Linked DNA regions of Mus musculus: all the other regions are linked to region 3. The links are chromatin contacts, called in public HiChIP or PLAC-seq maps. All regions are on one chromosome and are shown on one strand. The core of a region is the stretch at or near the end of the contact, and the rest is flanking DNA. Distances in the headings are between cores, read along the strand shown.

Region 1 (3,144 bases), core at 585-3,084, 560 kb after region 3:
ATCTAAAGACAACGGGAGCACTGGGTAAGGAGCAGAAGGCATCGTGGGTGCAGTGCACTGAAGTCAATTTCAGAAAGCTGGGCTGTTTCGGTCCAGCCTGCAGCTCTTTTGGTAGTGCCAGAGCTGCTATCCTGGCAACTCTTAGTCATAGAAGTCCTGGGAGAAGTCTGTCTGGAAATGCCAGCCTCATGGTCCTTGATACCCTGGGTTCTAGGATGGTGGTCCCACCACTAGCACAGACAGCTTCCTTCCCCTTTTTCTGCCACAGTTCTGGGAGGTGGGAGACACCTTCCCTTTGAGATTCTGCTCATGACTTCTCCTCAGAGGAAGTGAGCAGAGCCACAGTCCCCTGTAGCCTGGGCCCTATCTAGGGGATTTTGCTTTGGACATGGTGACAATAGTGGTACTTCCATCATCATTTGGAGGCGCCACCACCTCCTGCTTTTTAGCAGTACTGGCAATCAAACCCAGGGCCTCATGCATGCGGGGCTCTACTGAGCTACATCCTCCAATACCCATGCGTATATGTTTATTTCGAGACAGGGTCTCACTACATTGTCCAGGCTAGCCTGGAATTACTCTGTGGCCCAAGCTAGCCTTACACTTTTTTTTTTCCTCCGGCCTCAGCCTCTTGAGTAGCTATACCACCACTAGGCCAGATCTTCTGAATCGTAAAGATAAAAAAAGCTGGGCCGGGCGGTGGTGGCACGTGCTCTTTAATCCCAGCACCCGGGAGGCAGAAGCAGGCAAATTTCTGTGAGTTTGAGGCCTGGCTCTAGAACAGCTAAGACTCCACAGAGAAACCATGTCTCAAAAACCAACCAAACCAAACCAAAAAAGCTGTAATGTGTGTTGCTCCCCCCCCCCCCCCAGAGTTCTTCGTTTGTTATTGGCTTGCCTCCTCCAGGAAGTCTCCCAGTAGTCAGGGGAGCATCCCTGGGGGTTGGGAAGAATGCACCGAATGGCAGGCTCAGGGGACAGGACAGGTTGGAGCCTCCCGTGGAGCTTGCTCTCTCTAGTGCTCCAGGCAGGCCCTCCTTCCTTGGGGAGCTGGTGGTATCTGCAGGGCACAGCTTGGAAGGGCTCCGACACTCTACATTAGCAGTCGGTTCAGCATCCTCTCCATATTCAGTAAAGCCTTTGGAAAAGACAATTAAAAGTAAATGCTCAAATGCAATTAGCCCAGAACTACTTGGAGATGGGAGGCTAGTGCCTACTGGGACAGAAAAAAAAACAGGGATTCCAGAAGGCAGAAAGAGCAAGAGGGCAGGGGATTGGCATCTCAGGGCACAGATCTTAGAGAGCAGTCAGGCCAGTAAGGACTAGGGCTAGGGTCTCAGGCTGGCACCCTTTTTTCTAATCTGTTCTGCCTGCCCATACCTGTGTCTGATGTATGGGACCTGAGTGAGCTCAGGTCTATCACTAGGACTGATGGGCCCAAGGGTGTTATGGGCCCTGTTCTCAAGTTTTCCCTGCAGAATGAAGTGTGAGACCCAGACATGTGGTAGGCAGATAGGCCTGGATTCTAGCCTAGCGGCATGCCTGCCTACTCCTCAGCCCAAAGGAAGACTACCCTTTGTTGACCTTGAGGGAATGAATTTCCTTTTGACCTCAGTCTCTTTTTCTGTGAAATGGGTGGGACTGGGGACAGGCTTCTCTCAAGTGTGACCATCGAGACATAGTGGAGGCACCTGCCTGTGTGCAGCTACCTGGGCAGCGGTGGGGGAGGGGTGATCCGGCAGGAAGCTGAGCTTTTTGGTGGTTGCTGGTGACTGCTAGCTGGCAGAGAGCAGCAGGTGTGGCTGGAGGCTGGATTGTAAAGGCAGATAAGGCTGAGGTGGTAGACAGAAAATGAGTGAAGGTGGTGTTAGGGAGAGGCAGGGTGGAGCCTTTCTGACTCTACCCACTCCGAGGGCATGCTCAGTTAAGGAGGAAAAGTGTAGTTCGTCTTTGTGTCTCCCTAGGCTTGTTCTCTTTGCTCCCCAGCTTAATCCTTCCCTGCTCATCTTCTGTGGGTCAGCAGCACCCATTTCATGAGACATGCACAAGGGATTCCCTGCCGATGAGAAAGAGCCAAGCTTCACAAAAGGGGGCTGGTCGCCATGGCATCCCCAGGGAGATTCTGTCTACAGAAGAGTTTGGGACTGGCAAGCAGGACGCTTGGGCTTCAGGGCGTTGTTGCCATGATGACAATCCTATTGCTTTCTCCCGGGCCTCTATTTTCCCCTCTGTACAATGACCAGGTTGGTCCAGCCCTGAATTTTACTGGCTTTGACAGGGATTCTGGCCCGGAAAGGAAAGAACCCCCGAGGCTCCCCTTCCCAATCTCCTAGCCTGTCTGAGACCCCAACCAGGCATCCCCAAACCTCAGATCCCCCGCTGCCAAGTATGGGAGCCTTAGGCCTTCCAGCTATCATTTGGGCATAGCCTTGGCTACCGACGCAGGGCACTTCCTCAAGGCAAACCTGTTTTTTTCTCATGACAGAATCCAATTGTCCATCTGGTTTGTCTTGGAGAACACAGTGACTGTCCGTTCCCATTTCTGGAGTCTCATTCTGGCAGAGGAGAGCCAGGTGCTGGCCTACATCATTATTTGTCTTCAAGAGAGAGATGAAAGGTCATAGAAATCAGTGCAAGACTCAGAGAGGGATGGAGGGATAGTGAAGAGATGGAGGATCAGTGAGGTGATGGGGTTCAGTTGGGGGGGGGGTCAGTGAAATGATGGGGTTTAGTTAGGAGATGGAGTTCAGTGGTGGAATTGGGTTCAGTGAGTGGGATTTAGTGAGGGATTGGGGTCCAGTGAGGGGTGGCATTCATTGAGGGCCTTCAGTGAGGGGGTTCAGTGAAGGGATGAATTTCGGTGAGATGGCCAAGGGGACAGTCAGTCATGGCAGAGAAGGCATGGCAGCGGGTCACACCATATCCACTGTCTGTAAGCAGAGAAGAGCGAATACTTGTACCCAGCTAGCGTTCTTCTTTTTATTCAGCATGAGATCCCAGCCCACGGAATGTGCTACCCACATTTAGAACGAGTCTTCCTATATTAATTAACCTAATCCAGAACATGCCTCACATGCATGCTCAGAGACTTGTCTCCAAGGTGATTCCAGACCCTGTCAAGCTGACAATCAATATATACCACCA
Region 2 (3,055 bases), core at 531-3,030, 520 kb after region 3:
AAGAGGAGGAAGAAGAAGAGGAGGAGGATGAGGAGGAGGAGGAAGAAGAAGAAAGAAGAAGAAGAAAGAAGAAGAGGAAGAAGAAGAGGAAGAAGAAGCAGCAGCAATTGGCTTAGATCCCATCTCCAGACATGACTCCCAGGAAGGATACAAAAAGGCCCCCCCTAGATCACTGATGTGGAATCCAGAAAAGGGGTCTTGGAGCAGATGGCCTCTGAGTTGCTCTTGAATGGTTAGCAGGTGACAGGGTGGCACCATGACAGACCAGGAGGCAAGAATGAGGCAGCTGCTGTCTAAAAGAAAAGGGCTGTATAAAAACAAGGGATGGGGGTTGTCAGAGCTGGTCAATAATCAGGGTTGAACTGTGGAAGGTCTGTAATGCCAAGTGAGAGATTTAGGTTTTATGGTGCTCGTGGTAGAGACCCCCACTAAGGATGTTTGAGCACTGGAAGCTGTAAGCTCAGCTAGGAGGGGGAAAAATCCTTGTGTGGAAGATCACCCCTTGAGCTACTGGGACAGCTAGGACACTTCCAAGCCTGTGCCAGGTGCTGGGACCGTGTCCAGCACTGGGCTCAGTGACTCAACACTGGGGAAATTGCTCCCCAGGGGGAAAGGGCCCAAATGAATCACATCTATGAGGCAAGGAGCAGGGGGCTCACTGAGTCACCTTCCAAGGGCTGGGGGGAGAGGGAAGTACAGGAAGAGGGGCAGTAGCGCAGAAAGGAGAACCAGGGAAAGTCACAGTGAGGGCTGTCAGGAGTCTGTCTGTCTCACCATCATTCCAAGTTTTTGTCTTCTGGCAGCCCTGTGGGACAACTGACACCCAATGGGAAGGGGATCAAGCTAAAGTTACACTGGCAAAATCCAGGAAGACCCAAATTCACCATTTGATATAGACTCGTCCTGTGCCTTAGCCCATCTTATAGCAAGCAGAGGCTAGAAAACAGGTTGGTCCAGGCAAGGGGTTTGACCCAAGTTACACAAATGTCCCCTCATCCCTCCAGCCATCCCCTACTGGGGTCAGGGTGCACCTTTGCGATAGAACACCAGGGGGCGCAGGAGCGTCACGGCTGCTGCAAGTGCCTGAGCACAGAGGCGGCTCTGCAGAGAAATGCGCTCCCAGCTCTCGGGGTCCCACCGCGGAACTGCGGACTAGATGGCCCTGGGGCTTGCACCCTTTTCAGCCTCCTGGGACGCCGATGAAGGCCTATCTGGTAGCCTTAGGAACCCAGTGCTCTCACCCCACATTTGGGAACGGTGCGCCTGTGTGTGTCAGGGCGCACGTGTCTCCTTCACAGATCTGCTACCGCTTCAGGGCTCGTCCCATTTTGGAGCGACCTCTAAATTTCTCCCTCACTTTCCTCTACCCTCTGTACTGGAAGGAGTGAAAGGACCTCGGGGCTCCCGGACTGTGGCCGCGGCCCCTCTCCCCGCACTGCGCTGGACTCGGCCTCGGGGTTCTGGCCGGGCTACTGAAGTCCAAGTGATGGGGAGAGAATGTGGTGCGACAGTGCGCGGGACTCTGGGAGGGGCCCTACCACATAGGAGGAGTGACAATGGGATAAGCGGAAGGCAGCGAAGGCTGAGAGGCGACCGAGGAGTGGGAGCCCTCGTAGCCGACCCGCTGCAGGAGACTTGAGAGGGTGAAGGCCTGGCAGGGAGCAAGCCGGCCGGGATCGGGTGGGGTCCGATCTTTGGAAGGCGTTGAAGTGCTGTCCCCGGTAGCAGAAACGTAGGCGGGGCCTGGAGGCCTGGGGCGGGACGGGGGCGGGGGCGGGGCGGGACCAGGGCGGACCCTCGCGCGGACCGGCGAAGCTGTTGCGGACGCGCTGACCGAGTGCAGCGGGCCGGGCTGGAGGGGCGGGCGGGCGGCTGCGAGCATGGTCCTGGTGTTGCACCACATCCTCATCGCTGTTGTCCAATTCCTCAGGCGGGGCCAGCAGGTCTTCCTCAAGCCGGACGAGCCGCCGCCGCAGCCATGCGCCGACAGCCTGCAGGTAGGAGGCCCCCCCCCCCCCCATTCTGGGTAACAGGGAGAAGCGGGTGTCCAGGGAGAGCCCGGTGAGGGCCCGGTCTTCTGAAGAGCTTGCAGTCGTCTGCCCCACGGTCTACTCTCTCCTGAACCTTCCTTTAAGAGGGGACCCTTCCCTTAGTTTGGAACCCGTCTTGTACTGAATGGGACTGCAGCCATACCCAGAGGGGGTCCTTGATTCTTCGGCTCATAGTTCAAATGCCCCTCCAGATTCTGACTCTGCTTCGCATCTAGAACTCCTCCATCCCAAGCCCCGAAGTCCTAATCCTCGTTGCCCCCCTCAGCCACATTAACAGCTCTGTATAAACCCGGAGTTCCCTCCTCCCAGGTTAGTCCCACTCCCCTCTCAAACCTCTGGCTCTCTACTGTACATATCAGATTCCAGGCACACCCATATCCCCTAAGCCCCTGGCTGCAGAGAACTTTACCTCATAAGTAGGACCTCACCCCCAAACCTCTATCTTCTATTTTATAAAGTCTTACTCCCCATCCTTACTAATCATCTAGATTCTAGTCACCATCTTCCACCCAACCCAAGGGTCCAACCCCCTTTTAAAACCCAGATTCTCTCTTCTCCTCTGCCAGACTGCCCCCTCCCAGTCCTCATCTTTTACACAGACCTCCAGTCTCCTCCTGTTGCCTCCCAGCCTCTAGATGTGATAGTCCCATATCATTCTTCCAGTTCCCAAATTTCTGAGTGCATCATCCTTTGGCCCCTCTGCTGTTCTCTTGTTTAGTGTGTTGCTCCAGGCTGCCTACCTCTCCTGGTCTGTTCAGCCCTTCAGTTTCTGTAGGTCTCTATCTTTGTGCTAGGGTCTTTCTGTGACCATGCCTTCCCTACATGTCTGCCTCTACTTTGGGTCGTGGGGGAACCGGCTCAGAAGACAGGGCTGGAGCCTCTAGGACCTCCACCTGTGCCTGTGTTCTCAGGTATGGCATAGGATGGACTCAAGTCCAAGGGCTTAAACATGGAGAACGTTGCCCTCAGGGTGCCCAAAATATATGGTGGGTAGGGATCGTGAG
Region 3 (2,860 bases), core at 208-2,707:
GGCATGGCTGTGTACCAGTACCCCACTCATCCATTGAGGTTCTTGGAGACGTCGGAGGTTCGGGGCTCCCGACACCCCCCGCTGATCCCAAGCCTCCCGGATTTAGCTCGTCACTGTCCTGGCTGCAGCCGTGAACCAACTGAGAGCGTCCAGGCCGGAGACCTCTCCCTCTCCAGCGACGGCCATCCTCACCATTTGGGTCCTCGTCACTGCCCGAAGAGTGGCCGCCGAGGTAGGCCGGACTCTGAGGCCCAAGCTGCGACTGCGGTCCCTCCTCTTCCTCCTCGCTGGAACTAGCAGCCCGGCTGCGGCTGACAGGATAGGAGGAGGCAATGGAGGAGGAGGAGGAGGCCCGGGCCCCGGCCTGCGGTTGGGAGAAGCTATGCCAAGAATGTAAACCATCCGCCGGACGCTGCGCCCGCTCCTGTTGCTGGTGCTGCCGACGTCGCCTCCCCTCGATCCCGGGCCCGGACAGCGGCCGCGCAGAACGCAGGCCAGCCAGAGGAAAGCACGTTCGAGGAGGTGGCGTCGGAGGTTGCCGGGGATCGCGAGTTGGGGGCTCCCACGAAACTCTGTCGGGGCTGGTCGACCCCAGGGCCTCAGAGTCCATACTGGGTCGTCTGGAGCTCGGACCGCCGAAGAGTTTGCGCATCTCTGTGACGCTGGGCCAGGCCCCACGTTCAGAGCCTTCCGCAGCTTCTTCTGTGGTGCCGGAGGAGCAGCCCCCGTCCCGGGTACCAGTGGAGTCGTCGTCCAGACCCGCCGCGTCGAAGCGCCGGGAGAGCTGGCGCACCGATGGCGAGAGGCTGCGGAGCGGGCGCGGCTGCGCGGGGGCGGCCGGGGGCCCCGACGCCAGCTTGGACACGCGCCGGGAGGGCTGGCCCGGGACTGCCGCGGCTGGCCGGCACGAAGCTCGGCGCCGCAACCCAGGGGTGTCCGCGTCCTCCTCCCTCGGCCCCGGTCCGCCGCTCCAGCGCTCCAGCAGTTTAAACGAGACGCTGCGATAAAGTGGGGGTCGAGGTGACCCGTCCGCCATGGTTGGTGCTAGTCACTCCGGGGGGGCTGGCCTCGGGACGCCGCGGCCAACCCCCCCTGCACTCCCACTCCGAGGGCGCGCAGTGGCCACGGTCCGAGAGCCTGGGTCCTGCACCCGCAGCGTGCGGCGGCTGTGGAGGAGGGTGCGGAGACGTGAGCAGAGGTTTATCAGTCGAAGATCAAGTTTCCGCGGCTACAAAAGGCAGGAGTTCCATCCTGGGCGGCCCCTCTCGCCCCTGCGGCGACCCCAGGCCCAGCCTTAGCCTCTGCGGGAGAGGCCAGGGACATCGCGGTCCTGCCGGTGAGGGGCCTAAGGCTCGGTTCCTGCACTCAAAGTCCGCCTGCCAAGCCCGGCGGCCCGCCTGCCTCCCCTCGAGCTCCCGCTCCAGCTCCCTTTCCCTCCCTCTAAGCAGCTAGCTCTCTGCTCCCTTTTGTTGCAAATAAACTTTGAGGCAGAGGAAAGGGGGCGGGGGGCGGGGCCTGGCGCCCAAAAGAGGGGGTGGGCTCCGGGAGCGCGCGAGGCTGGGAACACTGTGGGGGGAGGGAATCGGGGAGGAGCCGAAGGAGAAACAGGATGCTAGGACTTTTGTAGACCAAAACGACCCTCTAGGGGAGTCGGCTGCGAAAGCCGCGGGCTGATCCTCCCTGGGGACTCCTTCAGATACCCACAGGAGCTGAGAGTGGACAGCTCTGCATAAAGTAGTCCCCGCTTTCACGCGGGAACCTCTGCCGCAGGGGCTCCAACATGGCAACCCAAGACCCAAAAACTCAGGTACACACCGAAACTCAGGTACACGCAGAAACTCTCCTGGCCGGAAAAGAGGTGGGGCCCAGGGAGACGTAGGTGGGGCAGGCCCACCGGAGCGCTTGTGGTTCCCCACCTTGCTCAGACCACGCCCCGTACTCATCCTTCAGTGGCGAATCCCGCCGCACCACGCCCATGTCCCGCCCCTCACTCTCCCAAACGCTCCACCTATCTCCCACCTCCCTCTGGTTTGTCCCTCGCTGACTGTCCCTTAACCCACCCAATGCTGCTTTAGCAGTCCCACCACTCAGGACTATTACACACAACTTCCCCCGCCATTTTTCCAGTTGCCACGCCCCCTGCCCTCTAAGGCCTGGCGTCCTCTAATCTCTAAGACTCCGCTCCCCACGTCTTTCTGCGGTCGGGGTACGTTGCTCTTGCGCCCTCTGCGGGCAAGATTCTCCGCTTTCTCCAAACTCCGTAGAGATAAAACTTCATCTTCCCACAACCAACCATAGAAGGGTTAGGAAGGTTTCACTTGCTTACAGGCGTTTCCTGCCCCCTTTGGCAAGCACTCTGCCCTTTCTTTGGCCTCCTGCACAAAAGGTGTTTGCACGGGAACGCCCTCAACTTCCCTCCGCCAAACCTATACTCCTACCTGTGGGTGCTCCACCCTCCAGACCAGGAAGGTGTCTCTCCCGCTGCAACAATGATCTACCCTAGACCTCCCCTCCCGCTCCTGCTGCAGTCTAGCAAGTCTAAAATTGTTCTGGTTACTGGGATGTCAACTTCGCACCTCTGTTAGGTCCCTTTTTGCCCAGAGGCTTTAAATGTAGGACTCCACACCTAAATGAATGAAAATATATGGACTGCCTAGGACGTACGGGTAACATTTTAAGTATTTTATTTAATCCTTAGGCCACCCTTGGGGATAGATGTTATTAGAGAAGTCACAATAGCCATTGCAGAAGTCAGAGGGAAAGGATAGCTCTAGGTGTGGCTCAAATCCAGACTTTAAAGTTGTCAATCATCACGGTTTTTTTTAGAGATTTTGATGAAGAAGGAGGGTCTGATTCCTTT

The links. HiChIP or PLAC-seq counts read pairs in DNA pulled down with a chosen protein or histone mark.
Region 1: a contact with region 3 is called in an H3K27ac HiChIP or PLAC-seq map of T-cell acute lymphoblastic leukemia, with 4 times the contacts expected there. The contact joins the enhancer-like site here to the promoter of Arhgef17 in region 3. A contact is called at or near these places in 4 of 39 promoter capture datasets (embryonic stem cells, hippocampal neurons and liver), 3 of 115 datasets of contacts at active chromatin or transcription factors (T-cell acute lymphoblastic leukemia, embryonic stem cells and epiblast stem cells) and 1 of 9 other capture datasets (pancreatic islet).
Region 2: an H3K27ac HiChIP or PLAC-seq map of extraembryonic endoderm stem cells shows a contact between it and region 3, with 3 times the contacts expected there. The contact joins the promoter of Pde2a here to the promoter of Arhgef17 in region 3. A contact is called at or near these places in 5 of 39 promoter capture datasets (the C10 cell line, embryonic stem cells, hippocampal neurons and 2 more), 1 of 15 datasets of contacts at CTCF or cohesin (large pre-B cells), 8 of 115 datasets of contacts at active chromatin or transcription factors (T-cell acute lymphoblastic leukemia, embryonic forebrain, extraembryonic endoderm stem cells and 5 more) and 1 of 9 other capture datasets (liver).

What each region holds. Positions count from the first base shown.
Region 1 is chr7:101,485,512-101,488,655 of GRCm38.p6, forward strand. The region is part of intron 3 of Pde2a (phosphodiesterase 2A, cGMP-stimulated); the gene reads left to right. Among named protein-coding and RNA genes, the nearest start is that of Mir139, 12 kb to the left of the region's middle. Within about 2 kb of position 1,835, at least 11 of the 459 cell types and tissues checked have an H3K27ac peak or open chromatin away from gene starts, as enhancers often do. A contact at or near this core is called in T-cell acute lymphoblastic leukemia, where this site is marked.
Region 2 is chr7:101,449,472-101,452,526 of GRCm38.p6, forward strand. It overlaps Pde2a (phosphodiesterase 2A, cGMP-stimulated), which reads left to right and starts at 1,781. Exons shown (of 30, transcript NM_001143849.2): 1 at 1,781-1,997. The coding sequence starts at 1,881.
Region 3 is chr7:100,930,704-100,933,563 of GRCm38.p6, forward strand. Arhgef17 (Rho guanine nucleotide exchange factor (GEF) 17) reads right to left here and starts at 1,458. Exons shown (of 21, transcript NM_001081116.1): 1 at 1-1,458. The coding sequence starts at 1,036.